3 separate regions of the Mus musculus genome follow, and all the other regions are linked to region 2. A link is a contact called in public Hi-C and HiChIP or PLAC-seq data. All regions are on one chromosome and are shown on one strand. Each heading gives the region's core, a stretch centred on a gene start, on an enhancer-like site or on the middle of the called end of the contact. The rest is flanking DNA. Distances are from core to core; before and after follow the strand shown.

The links. A called contact is a pair of places that touch in the nucleus more often than the background predicts. HiChIP or PLAC-seq counts read pairs in DNA pulled down with a chosen protein or histone mark.
Region 1: a contact with region 2 is called in a Hi-C map of the N1E-115 cell line, with 3 times the contacts expected there. The contact joins two enhancer-like sites. A contact is called at or near these places in 1 of 39 promoter capture datasets (liver), 4 of 484 Hi-C or Micro-C datasets (the N1E-115 cell line, embryonic fibroblasts, muscle stem cells and 1 more), 2 of 115 datasets of contacts at active chromatin or transcription factors (fibro-adipogenic progenitors and pancreatic cancer cells) and 1 of 9 other capture datasets (adipose tissue).
Region 3: a contact with region 2 is called in an H3K27ac HiChIP or PLAC-seq map of trophoblast stem cells, with 9 read pairs. The contact joins two enhancer-like sites. A contact is called at or near these places in 3 of 115 datasets of contacts at active chromatin or transcription factors (extraembryonic endoderm stem cells, pancreatic cancer cells and trophoblast stem cells) and 2 of 9 other capture datasets (adipose tissue and pancreatic islet).

What each region holds. Positions count from the first base shown.
Region 1 is chr3:41,283,484-41,287,739 of GRCm38.p6, reverse strand. No RefSeq gene overlaps it. Among named protein-coding and RNA genes, the nearest start is that of 1700052H01Rik, 70 kb to the left of the region's middle. Within about 2 kb of position 2,584, at least 131 of the 459 cell types and tissues checked have an H3K27ac peak or open chromatin away from gene starts, as enhancers often do. A contact at or near this core is called in the N1E-115 cell line, liver and muscle stem cells, where this site is marked.
Region 2 is chr3:41,598,294-41,602,917 of GRCm38.p6, reverse strand. It overlaps Jade1 (jade family PHD finger 1), which reads right to left. Exons shown (of 11, transcript NM_001130184.1): 7 at 2,729-2,896; 8 at 1,435-1,551. Among named protein-coding and RNA genes, the nearest start is that of Jade1, 45 kb to the right of the region's middle. Within about 2 kb of position 3,022, at least 40 of the 459 cell types and tissues checked have an H3K27ac peak or open chromatin away from gene starts, as enhancers often do. A contact at or near this core is called in the N1E-115 cell line, liver, muscle stem cells and 1 more, where this site is marked.
Region 3 is chr3:41,316,505-41,321,032 of GRCm38.p6, reverse strand. No RefSeq gene overlaps it. Among named protein-coding and RNA genes, the nearest start is that of 1700052H01Rik, 37 kb to the left of the region's middle. Within about 2 kb of position 2,097, at least 72 of the 459 cell types and tissues checked have an H3K27ac peak or open chromatin away from gene starts, as enhancers often do. A contact at or near this core is called in trophoblast stem cells, where this site is marked.

The DNA.
Region 1 (4,256 bases), core at 1,335-3,834, 310 kb after region 2:
TTAAACATCTGGGAAAGCCTTGCTCTCCCAGAGGCTGCATCTTTGAACATGGGCTTACTCGTTGCATCTGATACGTTACCAGGAATTGCCAGTTTTCTCTGATATCAGCCTGCTTTTTGCTACTCCCCTTTCATCAGTACACTTCAACAGCCAGAAGCAGCAAGCTTCACCATGCCGCCAAGCCTCTGTACATGCTCTCCCCTCACATCACAGTTGCTTCACACACCTATGGATCCCAAATAGGACTTAAAATTCTTCCTGGTTTAGGTTCTTTGATTGTGCTAATGGCCCCAGCACATCGCTTTTCGCCAAGTACCTTGGCATGTCTTCTGCTCCACCCAATTCTGTCTCCAGCTTGTCACCTTGCTTTGGCTGTGGGTTATTAACAGATAGAATTGAACAGGAGCTTCTAATGCTGCTTGCACAATGCTGCTTGCACATGTGTGCCTCTGCCATGACAAGAACATTTGCGGGCTAGCCTGATGATGGAGTTGGAAGCAGAGGTCACTGATCACAGACATTCCAGCCAAGCCTATGCTAGGTCAGCTAACGGTGAACCAGTCCACAGTCCTGAGTGTGTACCCTGTCAGAATGAACAGAGCTGCCTGGCTAACTCACAGCCCAAAGCAGCTACACCCATCCCTGCGTAGACTCAGAACAAGGGTTCAAGCTAGGCTGGACATGGTGACACAAACCTGTAATCTGAGCACTTAAGAGATGTTGTCAAGAGAATTGCTGAGAATTCAAAGCCAGCATAAGCTACATAGCAAGACCTCGACCCCAAAACAATAAAGAAACAACGCAAACTTAGAAAAGGGCTAACAGGATAGCCCAACAAGTGAGCAGGGTATGTGCTGTTAAACCTGTCAACTTGGGTTTAATCCCCAGAGTCCATAAGGTGGACTCTGACTTCCATACAGTCACCATGTACACAAACAACCACAAACCAAATAAATGTATTAATTAAAAAAAAACATAAAAATATAGTATTTCATAATACATGAACCCAAGCAATGTTCAAATTCTGCTATCCATATATATTGTTTTACTGAAACATAGACATGTTTATTTATTTATATAATGTCTGGGGAGTCTTTTGTGCTTCAGAGAAAGAGTCTGGAGAGGACCTGAGATGACTTCGTGAGTGACTGAATGGTTACTTGTTTTAGCCACTGACAATCGGTGACAATTAGTGACACAGCATTCCTGTAGGGAAATTCGCTGACACTTCTCATTTGAGAGCTCAATTCCCCTGGAGAAAGTATTGGGGGAGCATCCGGAATGAGGTCAGGCCGAAGCTAGCCTGCTCTACTTCTCCACTCCAGGCATGGGCCTTGAGCTGGGTCAGTGGCTGGGCCACAGGCTGGAATGGCAGACACTGGTACGCCAATAGTATTGTATCCTTTGGTAGTTCCCATGTGGAGAGCAGACAACATGAGCTGCTCTGCTACAGCGACTCTGTAACACCTATTTTTGATGAGTTTCATCCACCCCCAAATGCGTACTCAGAGGCCAGTTTGCATTGGAGCAGAGATAGAAAAAGGGCTTCTGAAAGATAAAACCCAGACAGTATTTACCTAGATTAATTTGGTTATGTTTACACAGCGAGGCTAAAATTTAATTCCCACCCTGGAGTCTACTGGTAGAAACGCAGCAGGATCATGGTATCAGTTAATAAAGAAAAAAATAAGCTACGTTTTCTTATCACCTGTGAATATGCTGAGAGTCAATTTTGCAAATGTGATAAGAACTTTTATAGAAAGAATAAATGGGGGCCTGGGGAGGTGATAGCTCAGTGGTTAAAACACTTACCACACAAATATGATGTGTGGAGTTCAGCTCCCCAGAACCCACATAAATGTCAGGTGGAAGTAGCAGCCAACCTTTAATTCCAGCTCGGGAAGGCAGAAATGGGGTCCCCTGAGCAAGCCGGCTAGGGAGCCTAGCCCTAATGCTGAGTTCTCTGTTTGATTGACAGACCCCTATGCAAAGTATAAAATGGAAGAGTATATGGGAATGACAACTGACCTCAACCCCCACATGCACTTGAACATGCACACGGACACAGGCATACAAACACGCATACATATGCATGCAGAGCACACATGCATAATTGAAATGGATAAGGAAGACAGCATAAACAGATGAATTACCACACAAACAGGAAATTCCCCCACCGCACAGCTGTGCTCTCTTCCCACCATTTTTTTTGGCACTGTGTCCAGCCAAGGTATTAATCCAGAATGAACTCCTCATCTCAAAATGACTTCGAAGGCCAAGGCCAAGAAGCAAGATGTAGAGCCAGGCCCCTCACGCAGGAACTCCTGAACAACCCCCTCTTCCCCTGCTCCCTTGGCTCTGGAGTGCAATAGGTGGTCTCAAAGCCTTGGATAAATGCACACAGAGCACGCTGGCATCCTCTTAGACTGACAAGCTCGCATCTTTCCAGAGATGCTGGCCTTAAATCTGTACTGAAAATCCTCTGAGATCATGTCGAGGCGATGTTTTCCCCGAGCTGGGAGAAGTTCAGACTCTCACATCTGGAATTTGACCTTTGTGCATGTTGTCATTTCACCCACCACAGGAAACCTTTCTGGGCTGGGCTGAAATATGTAAGCGTTCAGCACTGTGGCTGGTAGCAATCCCACCCAGCTGTGTGGAACGGGAAGCAACAGGGCAATTAATATTCTGTGAAGACGTCAGGGACCAGACGAAAGCCGGCCATTTATCATGGCTGACTCATCGTTCGAAGAGCAAACACATCATTGTCTGTGGGCTTCTGCTGACTCACTTGCTAGCTCCGAGAGACGTGCACCTAGATGGAGCTGCGAGCTACCCAGCCTGCTTTTGGAGGACATTGCCCTTTTGAATCAGCCACATTGAGTTCAGTCTCTGGAAAAGTTGCTGTGAATCTTCTACAGAGGATTTTCAAATGCATGATGAATTGTTCCTGAAAGAGAGGACTGGCCTTTCTTGTGTCATTTTATGTAAACGAACCAGGAAAAGCCACATGTGTGAAATATTAAAAGAACCATGGGATGATGGTGGGCTAGAGATGCTTCACAGGCTATGAGTCCTTGCTGCTTTAGCAGAGCACCTGGGGACAGATCCCAGCACCCACAAGGCATCTTACAACCATCTTTAAGTCCAGTTTCAGGGATCTGACCCTCTTTTCTGGCCAAGAATGGTCCCAGGCACGCATGTGGTACATATTCATACATGCAATCAAATTTTCATGCACATAAAACAATACAAATACAAATCTAAAAAAAAAAAAAAAAAAAGGAGCCAAGCCATGGGTGCAGGGACAGAAGCTCAATGAGTACAAGGCTTGCCTTGCATGGTGACTGTCAGCCAGATACAACCTACCTGGAAAAAGACTCAACTAGGAACCATCTAGAACAGGTTGGCCTGTATGCCTGTGTGTGGGAGATAATCTTGATTGCTGTAATTGATGTGTGAAGACTCAATCTGAAAGTGGGCAGCACCATTCCTTGGTTTGAGGTCCGGGATTATAGAAAAGTAGAGAGAGCTAGGTGAGTATTAAGTACACACACACATTAATTTCTCTCTGCTCTTGACTGTGGGTAGGATGTGACCAGTTGGTTTAAGGTCCTGCAGCCTTTATGTCCCTGCTATGATGGATGTAACCTGGACTCTTAAGTTACAATGAGCCCCTCTCTCCTAAACTGCTTTTGGTCAGGGTGTTTTGTCTCAGCCACGGACGTGAAACTAAGGATGCGTTAAGCCTGGTGGCCTGAGCTCCATCTCCCACTGAAGAAGGGGAGGAGAAGGGAGAAGAAGCATGGTGACTTGAGTTCCATTGCCCACCAAAGGTGGGGGGGGGAGAAGGGACAGGAAGCGCAGGCCAGGTGTGGTGGTGGCATGTGTTTAGAATCCCACTCTACGGAGCGGAAGACAGGAATCTCTAGGGCTGGCAATATGGCCAGCAAGACGAGCCTATTCAGAAAGTTCTGGGCCAATGAGAAACCCTGCCTAAAAAAAAAAAAAGAAAACAAAAATGGAATTGGGGCAGCCCCTGAGGAGTAACAACTGTGGTTGGCCTCTCTCTTCTACATGTGCATATGTGCACCTGCATACACGGTAACCAGGGAACTTTTGAGTGAGAAAGGAGGCATGGTCATCATGTTAGGAGTGTTCTCCTATTAGAGAACAAGGGTGTGTGATGGTGGATGAGAGGTTTGAGTCAGGCAACCTGAAGCTATGTCCCATCTCAGCTGCCGGTGGCTAAGGAA
Region 2 (4,624 bases), core at 1,773-4,272:
TGTCCTTAAGAGTGTCTCTCCTTGAAAAATAGACAGGGCTCGAGTTTGCCTCCCACGAAACATCAGCTAAGGAGCAGGGTTGATGTGCTCAGAGCAGCTAACCCAGGCACAGGAACTGCCATCCTCCCACACACGCCAGACACGCAAGTCCTTTTTGACCTCTCCTCGATTCCTTCTGCCCAAATTCATTTTAGTTTTCAACAGATTCTACTAACAACAACAACAACAAAAATCATATCTTTAAGATCCCCAAAGCCAAATCTCAGCTGCCCAGTGCCTGCCCTGGTATTTTTTACTAATGCCTGAACAGCAGTAGAAACCATAACAGTGAAAAGTCAAACCACTCAAGGCTTGTTAAGAAAGTGAAAAGAGCCCACCTTTAATCCCAGCACTGGTGAGGCAGAGGCGAGCCGACCTCTTGAGTTCAAGGCCAGCCTGGTCTACAAAATGAGTTTAAAGACAGCCAGAGTTACAGAGAAACCCTGTCGTGAAAAACCAAAATAAAGAGGAAAAAAAGGGGGAGGGGGGAGGGGAGGGGAGGGGATATAATACCAGTCAGTGGTTTGGGCACCTTACTCAAAGAATCATTGCTCAACCAAAATATAGCATATTCCACCAAATGAAGAAACTGTTTTAAAGCCAGGGCCACACTTGTCAAGTCATGCCTGTACCTGTTGTATTCTCTATATTGAAAGAAGCTGCCCAAACAGTGTTTCTGTCCACCAGATTTCAACAACAAACAAACAAACAAAAGCAAACAGACAAACCAAAAACTGAAGAATCTGAGGCCTACTTGGGTCCCTGCTGGAGTCCAAATTAACCTTCAACACAGTGTTCTAGGCCTCAAATCATAACCGACTAGATATCAATGAATGAATGAACCCCAGAAATCAATTACTCAAGAGTTTCAGACAACACACAGATACCATTTTCCCATTAACTCTGCATACCTCGTGACTTTCTGTACTTACCTGTACCTGGCCATGTAAATGCAATCAATCAGCCTTTTACATGCTGGCTGGTTCACTAGGGCAGCAGTGTGTGTGTGCTCCAGACTCCCTCCCGGTGTAAAAGCAGAGGCCTGCCCAACACCTACCTCAGCTACAGGCATCCCCAGCAGGGAGCCCTGAGGACTTCTGGTCTGTGAGACTGGTCTGTGGTAATGAGACTACAGTGGAAGGCTAGACAACTCAAGTGCCACAGTCAAGAGTATCTAAGCCTCGGTTCTTACCAGGAATGTCTGCTTATGAAAAGAAGAGGACTCTACTAGGCTTAGGCCAGACAAACTGGAACTGCCTCCAAACCCAGGCAGATTTCCAGATAACCTTCCTCCTCCTAACCCTCCAATGAATGCTGTGTAGAGCCTCCTCCCCCACCCTGCTCCCTAGCACACAGAGGAGGAAAACAAAGCTACGCTTACTGAGCCATTGTTACCTGTATGGAGGCCCCGAATTTCTCATTGCAGAGGCTGCACACAAGCGCCCACCGGCTGCTGGGAATGTGAGACACTTTTGTGATGGGCTCCATCTTCTCAGGGCTGCCAATGCTTACCTAAAGATCCAAAATAGCCAGATGGGCATGACACGGATAATCAGAGTCGTAACACAGACCTGAGGGCTAGCCCCAGGGCCCAGCTCTGGACTAGCAGCAGCAGAGCCCAGAGATCAGCCCCCATTGATACCAGCTTGCCAGTCTTTATAGACCTCTCTACAAGTTTTCACTTCTTTCAAGTATCTGATAGCAAAAACATCTATCTTATCGTAACAAGGCTAGGGGCTGGAGAGATGGCTCAGAGGTTAAGAGCACTGGCTGTTCTTCCAGAGGTCCTGAGTTCAATTCCCAGTAACCACATGATGGCTCACAACCATCTGTAATGGGATCTGATGCCCTCTACTGGTGTGTCTCAAGACAGCTACAGTACATCATATATATCAAATAAATAAAATCTTTTTTAAAAAAAGACTTTAGATTGACAAGAATTTTTAAGGACTAAAAACCCATTGTAAACATATTTAAATAATAGAATGAGCAAAGAGATAAACTATATTTAATAGTATTACATCAGAACACATAACTATATTAAAAGTAAAAATCTAGCAAGATAAATATGGAATAATGAACTGCAAACTGGTTAATATTAAACCAAAAGATCCAGTGAAACTCCCATGTAAATCATACCCAGGCAATTTTCCTCTGGAGGGAAAAAAAATGCAGCAAATCACACACCAAAAATACTGGAATTTAAATGACAAATGATATTCTCATCACAAGCCATGCAAATTAAATTAGTTAAGGTCTGGGACTGGAAATAAATTAGAGCAGACCTGAAATTAACAAGGTGGAAGCCGAGGAAGAATTTAAATAAAGCTCACAGAAGTGTGACCTAGGGCACTGTGGTACTGCACTCGGAGTTTGGCAAACACAAACTGGCAGGGACAGTAGCATGGCTACCCTCAGGACAGAGCCGTGAAGGTGCCAGGCCTGGCCTGTGAGTGCTGTCATCTACGTGAGGGTTTCCAGAAATGGAAAAGTGGGGCTATTTGTGGACACCAGGCCACTGCTGCCTCCAGGAAGCCCCTCCACAGACCCGCTCTGCTCAGGATCAGCTTGGGGACAGAGGGGACCCAGCAGCTCTACTGCTGCCTGTGAGTCACTCACTCCCACCTACCCAACCCCAGCAGGAAACCAGGACTGTCTCAATTAAGATGCTATCAGAAAGCAGGCTTACCTCAGGGATCCACAGGGCACAGCTGACGTGGACCCACTTGGTTCCGCTGCGGGTCGGCTTCATAGCTCCGCCTTTCTTGGGACACAGCAAACATTTTGGCTGAACTCCCAGGGCACATGTACGACATAGCCAACTGCCCTCTGGCACCTTGAGGATCCCATAGCAAGCCTGTAAGGCCACAACTTTGTTATTTATGTGTATGGGTGTCTTGCCTCTATATATCACTGTGCCACACACTGTGTAATGCCCACAGAGGCCAAAAGAGGGTGCTGGATCCCCTAGAACTGGAGTAATGGCCTGCTGTAAGCAGCCAATGTGGGATCTAGGAATCAAGCCTTTGTTCTCTTGAAGGGCGGTCAGCAAGTCTTACGAGGCATCGCCCAGCCCCTATTTGTGAACTGAAAAACAATCTAGAAGGATTTTCACAGAGCCACACCAAAGTAGACATGCCCATATCCACCTAACTGTGATCCTGACCCTCGAGGAAATATGCCAGCCCACCTCCAAGCACCCATGTGCCTGAGCTCCAAAGACACGCCACATGTGTCTTCAGCACAGGAAGTCCCAAGAACTTGACAAGAGGGATCCTAAAATAACGAGTGTTGCTGTGGTGCGGAAGAGACCCAGCCATAAGACAGTTCCAACCACTGAGCAGCCAATGCTCCAACCTGGCTGCAGGCTTCAAGAGGGTACAACAGACCTCTCTCTGCTTTCATGATGGGCGTGACACGGAACGAAGGCAAAACAAAGCACCAAAGCCAAGGTGATAGTGGCTGGGCAACCATTCGCTGCTCAAGCTGGACACACTCCTCCTACTGGAGTCCAACAGAGTTCATGCGAACAGACAGCCGCAGAAGAGCGAGACATTTCAAAATGAGAGTTTGGTTTCTTTCGCTGATGTTTAAAAACAAAGCCTGTTTTGCACAAGTTGGCAAAATTACACAAGACAACCCAAACTGCAGAAATTAAGGCTTTTACAACTGAAATCATTATGCTGGTTTAAAGAAAGAAAAAGCAAATGTTTCAATAAGGGGAGTAAATAAACAAACCCATGGTAGTACCGGGAGTGTGCTCAGACAGCCCTTTAAAACCCAGACAGTTCACAACGTTATCCTTAAATGAACTGCAAGTCGGAAGTCACAGGAACCTGGCTCTATTTCTCCAGGCAGAAACAGCACAGCCACCATGAAATCCGAACGCCCAGGACACAAGAAGGAAAACACAAGGATGAGAGCGGAGCTCAGCAAAGAAACAGTAACACCGCAGTCCTGAGAGCTCCGCGCGGCCACGAATGAGCAGTGGTCAACAAGTCTACCAGCAAAGCAGTGTTCTTACAGATCTCAACAGTAGTAGGAGGGCTTCAAACGCCATGGCGTTCTAGAGCTCCCTTTGAAGCGAGGATCTCGTTTACTGGAAAGGCACATCTACACTAATCAAGTATGCCTTAAAGACAAGCCATGAAGAATCTCACGGAAAGTAAAATAAAGTGAGCGTGAAGTGTCGAGAGCAGAAGAAGCGGAAGTCATCAGGGCCAACTCTGCCACCCACATGCTAAGGTGTTGGCACACAGCCCTGATGGCAGCTTACAGACTTCTGAAGCACAGAGCACAACTGGATTTCAAGCAGAAATCTCGTAACAGCAAATGTCAGAAGACTTCAGGGTCACTAGGTCAATGAGAGGCAGCAGCAACAGTGGCAGTCGTGTGGCCTCCCATCACACACACCTCCACAGGGACTCCAGGGCAAGACGCCCTCTGGACCACAAAGCCCAGATACAAAACAGGTCCGTCTCAGGGTTCCCTGTGAAGATGAGCTGAGACGGGGCCACCGCTGGTGAAGCCATGGAGTTTTCTAAAGCCCTAGAGGTGAATTATAGAGAAAGGGGTAACCCAGATC
Region 3 (4,528 bases), core at 848-3,347, 280 kb after region 2:
GAGTGTAGAGCACCAAATTCATACAGGCTTTGGGTTTTAGGCCCTGAAATTCCTCCTTCCCACCACCCACAATTTCTATCAACATGAGAGGTAGGATGTGTGTGTGTGTGTGGGGGGGGGGGAGTAGAATACTACATGCTGTGTTGAAGAGAACGTCCCAAAAGGCCATTCACTGAGTGCAGAGCAAAGGCTGCCATCTTTTTGTGGATGTCTTTGTCCCCTCTTTTCTCAGCTGCTTGTGTCTACTCCTAAGCACATCCTGGCTCAAGAAATGATTATGGTCTACTAGACCATTTTCATCAAGTCGAGACCAAGCAATTGCCAGGCACAGTGACACACATCTGTGATGCTAGAACTTGGGAGACAGAGGCAGGAGGATGCGGAGTTCAAGGTCAACCTCCATTATAAGAGGGTATTCAAGGATAGCCTGGGCTACATGAGATCTTGTCTTTAAAACAAAGATAAATGATAGATATAGGTATCTCTATCTCTATCTTTATCTATCTATGTATTTCTCTCTATATAGATACAAATATAGATATAGACATAGATGATAGATAGATAGATAGATAGATAGATAGATAGATAGATAGATAGACAGACAGACAGATAGACCCAGCCAATCAATGGAGAGCTAGCTTGTTTAAGAAAATGTTCTTTGGCCTAAATTTGTGAGAACTCTTCTGATCTGCCTGGAACTCTTCCAATGGCTGACACTTTCGTTCATCTCCTGTGCTTCATGGACAGAACTCAAGAGGAAGGTACTGGTATTGTGGGATTAAAGAAGGCTGCTCTGGTCTGAGTACCTGGTAGTAATACCTAGCCACAGAAAGGGATTGTCAGTGTCATGTGACAATTCCACAACCCACCTTTTTTACAAGAGGCACTGAGATCACTGAGGGCAGTGTCCAGTTTGCTGAGAGGCACAGTGTACTCCGATCAGGGTTTCTTGTTTTTAGAACTATGGAAAGGTTTTCAAAGGTATTCTTGCTAGGTTTCCAATCTTGCCCTTTCAGATGTACCCAAATGGCGTTTGAAATCTCTTGTTTGTGGAGCGCAACCTCCAGGATGAGGTAATTAAAAGAAACCTATCAATCTGAAAGTTTTCTCTCCCATGAGTAAGTAACGTTGACATACTGTTCAAATAAACCCACAATTTGCCACAATCTGTTTTAGACAAGCCCCCCTACTTTAACCTCCAAATGGGAGAAGTGAAGAGTCTTTTCTTTTCTCGGTTAATCAACAGCATATGTTCAAAGATACTATCAGAGGCGTCTTCTGGGAAGAGCCCTACTCTACCCCCACAACAACCATGCAGTGAACTCAGGAGGAGACTCACCAAGAAATGAGAGTTAAAGCACACCAGCCTCCTGTATGGCAGAGGTCACCCCAGAAAGATGGCCCACTGCTCAGATAAACTCGAGGCTCTGCAGAGGCATACTGAAGAAGAAGCAGCCATCTGTGATTAACTCCAGTGTGTGTACCAAGCTGAGGCCACAGAGAGAGAAAGGAGCTGGGGTAAAGTGTGTGTGTGTGTGTGTGTGTGTGTGTGTGTGTGTGTGTGTGCACTCTCTTACACACAGCATACTGGCCTAGGGAACGCCCACCATCTGCACAAGGAGACCAGTTGCTCCCCCTTGGGAAGAGTGCTTGGGAGGCATCAATTTTCTCATTAAACCTATGAGTACACACAGTGGCAAAAGGCCAAAACAGTCCTCAGAAGCGTGATGTTTAAAAACATCTGTTAGGGGCATTGAGATCCTAAGGGGGTGGGGGGGTTGTGGGAGAGAGAGAGAGAGAGAGAGAGAGAGAGAGAGAGAGAGAGAGAGAGAGACAGACAGAGAGACAGAGAGACAGAGAAACAGAGACAGAGAGACAGAGACAGACAGAGAGACAGACAGAGAGACAGAGAAACAGAGACAGAGGGACAGACAGACAGAGAGACAGACAGAGAGACAGACAGAGACAGAGAGGGACAGAGAGGAAGGAGGAGGAAGAGGACAAAGAAAAGGAAGAGGACAACAAGGAGGAGGAGGATGACTCAGGGCCTAGCACTGTCATTGCCAGACTATGAGTCATAAAGCAGGTACGTCAGCTCCAATTGCCAGAATGCACTAACCTGAGCGTGGCTTTGCTAACACCTAAAGTCCATTTCATGGGAACCGAGCTTCAATAGCAAGCTGCTCACAGAACTTGAAAGGCTCTCCCAGGTCTCAGGATGCCAGGAGTCCTTTGGAATTTCGAATAGAAGTTTCTGACAGTAAAGGTTTACTGTAGTGTAAAGGAAATTATGGAGATTTCCCCTCTGAGCCTAAGAACTCAGTTGCTAGAGGCACCTGCAGGCCCAGGCAGGTTACTTGGCAATATCCCTTTAAACACCAAATTATGGCCTATTAGGCTGCTGCTTGAAGGCTTCCGTAATGTGAAACCCTGACAAATTCCCAAATAAAAGCCATAAAACCAACCATCTTTTAAAACCTGCATGACTGACACTGGGAGAATTACAGCAGCGTGGCAGGTCACTGTGAAATAAAACCACCATAAAGAAGCTTATGACGCTGTCATGGAGAAGGCAATTAGAAGGTGACTCTCGGGCTCTCAGATTGGCTCTTGCTCGTCCCACTGCTCCCTGGGTCCCACCTCCCCGCTGCAAGGTGGTTCAGTTTACAATGAGTGGTCGTTATAGCCCTTTCCCTTGCTCCACTTGAAAAAAAGCACTGAGATTTGGAATTTGACAGGAACCAGTGTCGCCCATGACAACCCTCCACCCCACCTGCAACCAAACTGGTGGAAAGGGTCTGGGTGTGCCATTCAACCAGTATGAGGTCTGGGTGTTTGAAGAGCTTTCATTTAGAGGAGATGATTTTTTTTAAAAGTGGGTATTAAGCAATTTGGTTGTGGATGTTTAATGCACAGACTACACATTGCAGAATGGGAGCCCATGTTTAAATGAGAAATGAAAAGCTCACACACTCTAGGCAAGCTGTAAGAGAACATTGAGGAAGGCTCACAGAAGTCAGCTGAGTAGCCACAGAGCCACATCGGAGGCAGAAACAGCTTGTTCCGAAGAGGCCTTAAATAAATGCTATGTATTATTTGCAGCATGTAAAACAGGCCTGCCTTTTAGTTAGCAGAAGCCATGACTCTCTGTGTTTGGGGTAAGCATGTTCGCGCTCTACTCCTAGCAGGGTTGCGCTAGCCCAGATGCACTGACCTGTCTCCCTCCCACACAGCTGCCCCAGGATAGGAATGTGCTTCTGATCCCATATCCACCGTAATAACTTGTCCTACCCAGGATAAAGCACCCCAAAGATGCCTGCACCCTAATCTTCAGACCCCATAAGTGAGCCAGCCACCTTATCTGGCAAAGGGGACCATGCAGACAGGACTAAGTTGGAGATGGGAGATCATCTTGGATTATCCAGGTGGTCCAGTGTAGTCACAGGGGTCCTTGGAAAGGAGGGAGAGAAAGGGAGTGAGGATCCCAGTGAGAGCACCACAGGAAGATGCTATGCTGCAGCCTTTGAAAGAGGAAGGAGGCACCGTAAGCCAAGAAATGCAGGTGGCCTCTCAAAGCAGGAAAGACAGTTCCTCCGTAGAGACTCCTAAAAGGAGGAAATCTTGCTGACACCTTCTTGGCTTCAGCCCAGTGAGACCCTTTCGTATTCCTGATGGCTGGAACTGCTAGGGGTGTGCATTTGTGCTGTCGTGAGCCACTGAGGTCATGGTGATTGATTACAGCAGTAATAAGAAAGACAAATGCAGGGCTCTAGCTGGGGTCCCACTCCCCCTCAAAGTAGCATTGCTTTCCCACTGCTGGTCTGTGCCTCAGTAACAGGGAAAAGACTGGACTCTGGATACTTCCACTGTGGGCTCCAGTGCAGAAAACATAAATGATCCTGAACCCCCATCCTGAGGTCAGTCCAGAGCTGCAGTTCTGGGTGCAGGGAATTCTACCTCTTTGAGGGGGAGTGTCTTACCACTGGTATCATTAAGAATCAACATGGCAGAGTATTCTGCTAGCAGCCTTAAGATAAAGATGTTGAACTCTCAGCTGTGCCTACACCATGCCTGCCTGGATTTTGCCATGCTCCTGCCTTGATGATAATGGACTGAACCTCTGAACCTGTAAGCCAGTCCCAATTAAATGTTGTCCTTATTATAGGAGTTGCCTTGGTCATGGTGTCTGTTCACAGCAGTAAAACCCTAAGAAGTAAGTTGGTACCAGGGACTGGGGTATTGCTGTGACAGGCCTGACCATGCTTTTGTTTGGAAGAATATGGATTTGAGGACTTTGGAAAGCAGTGGAATGCTTTAAATTGGGCTTAATGGGTTATCCTAGTAGGAATATGGAAGATTTAGCTACTGAGAGTGATTTGAACTGTGTAGACCTTGCCCAAGGGGTTTCAGTGGAGAATTTCAATATGTGGCCTGGAGACTGTTTTTGTGATATTTTGGTGAAGAATGTGATTACTTTTCCCCCTTGTCTGAAGAGTCTACCTGAGGCTGAGCTGAAGAGACTCAGATT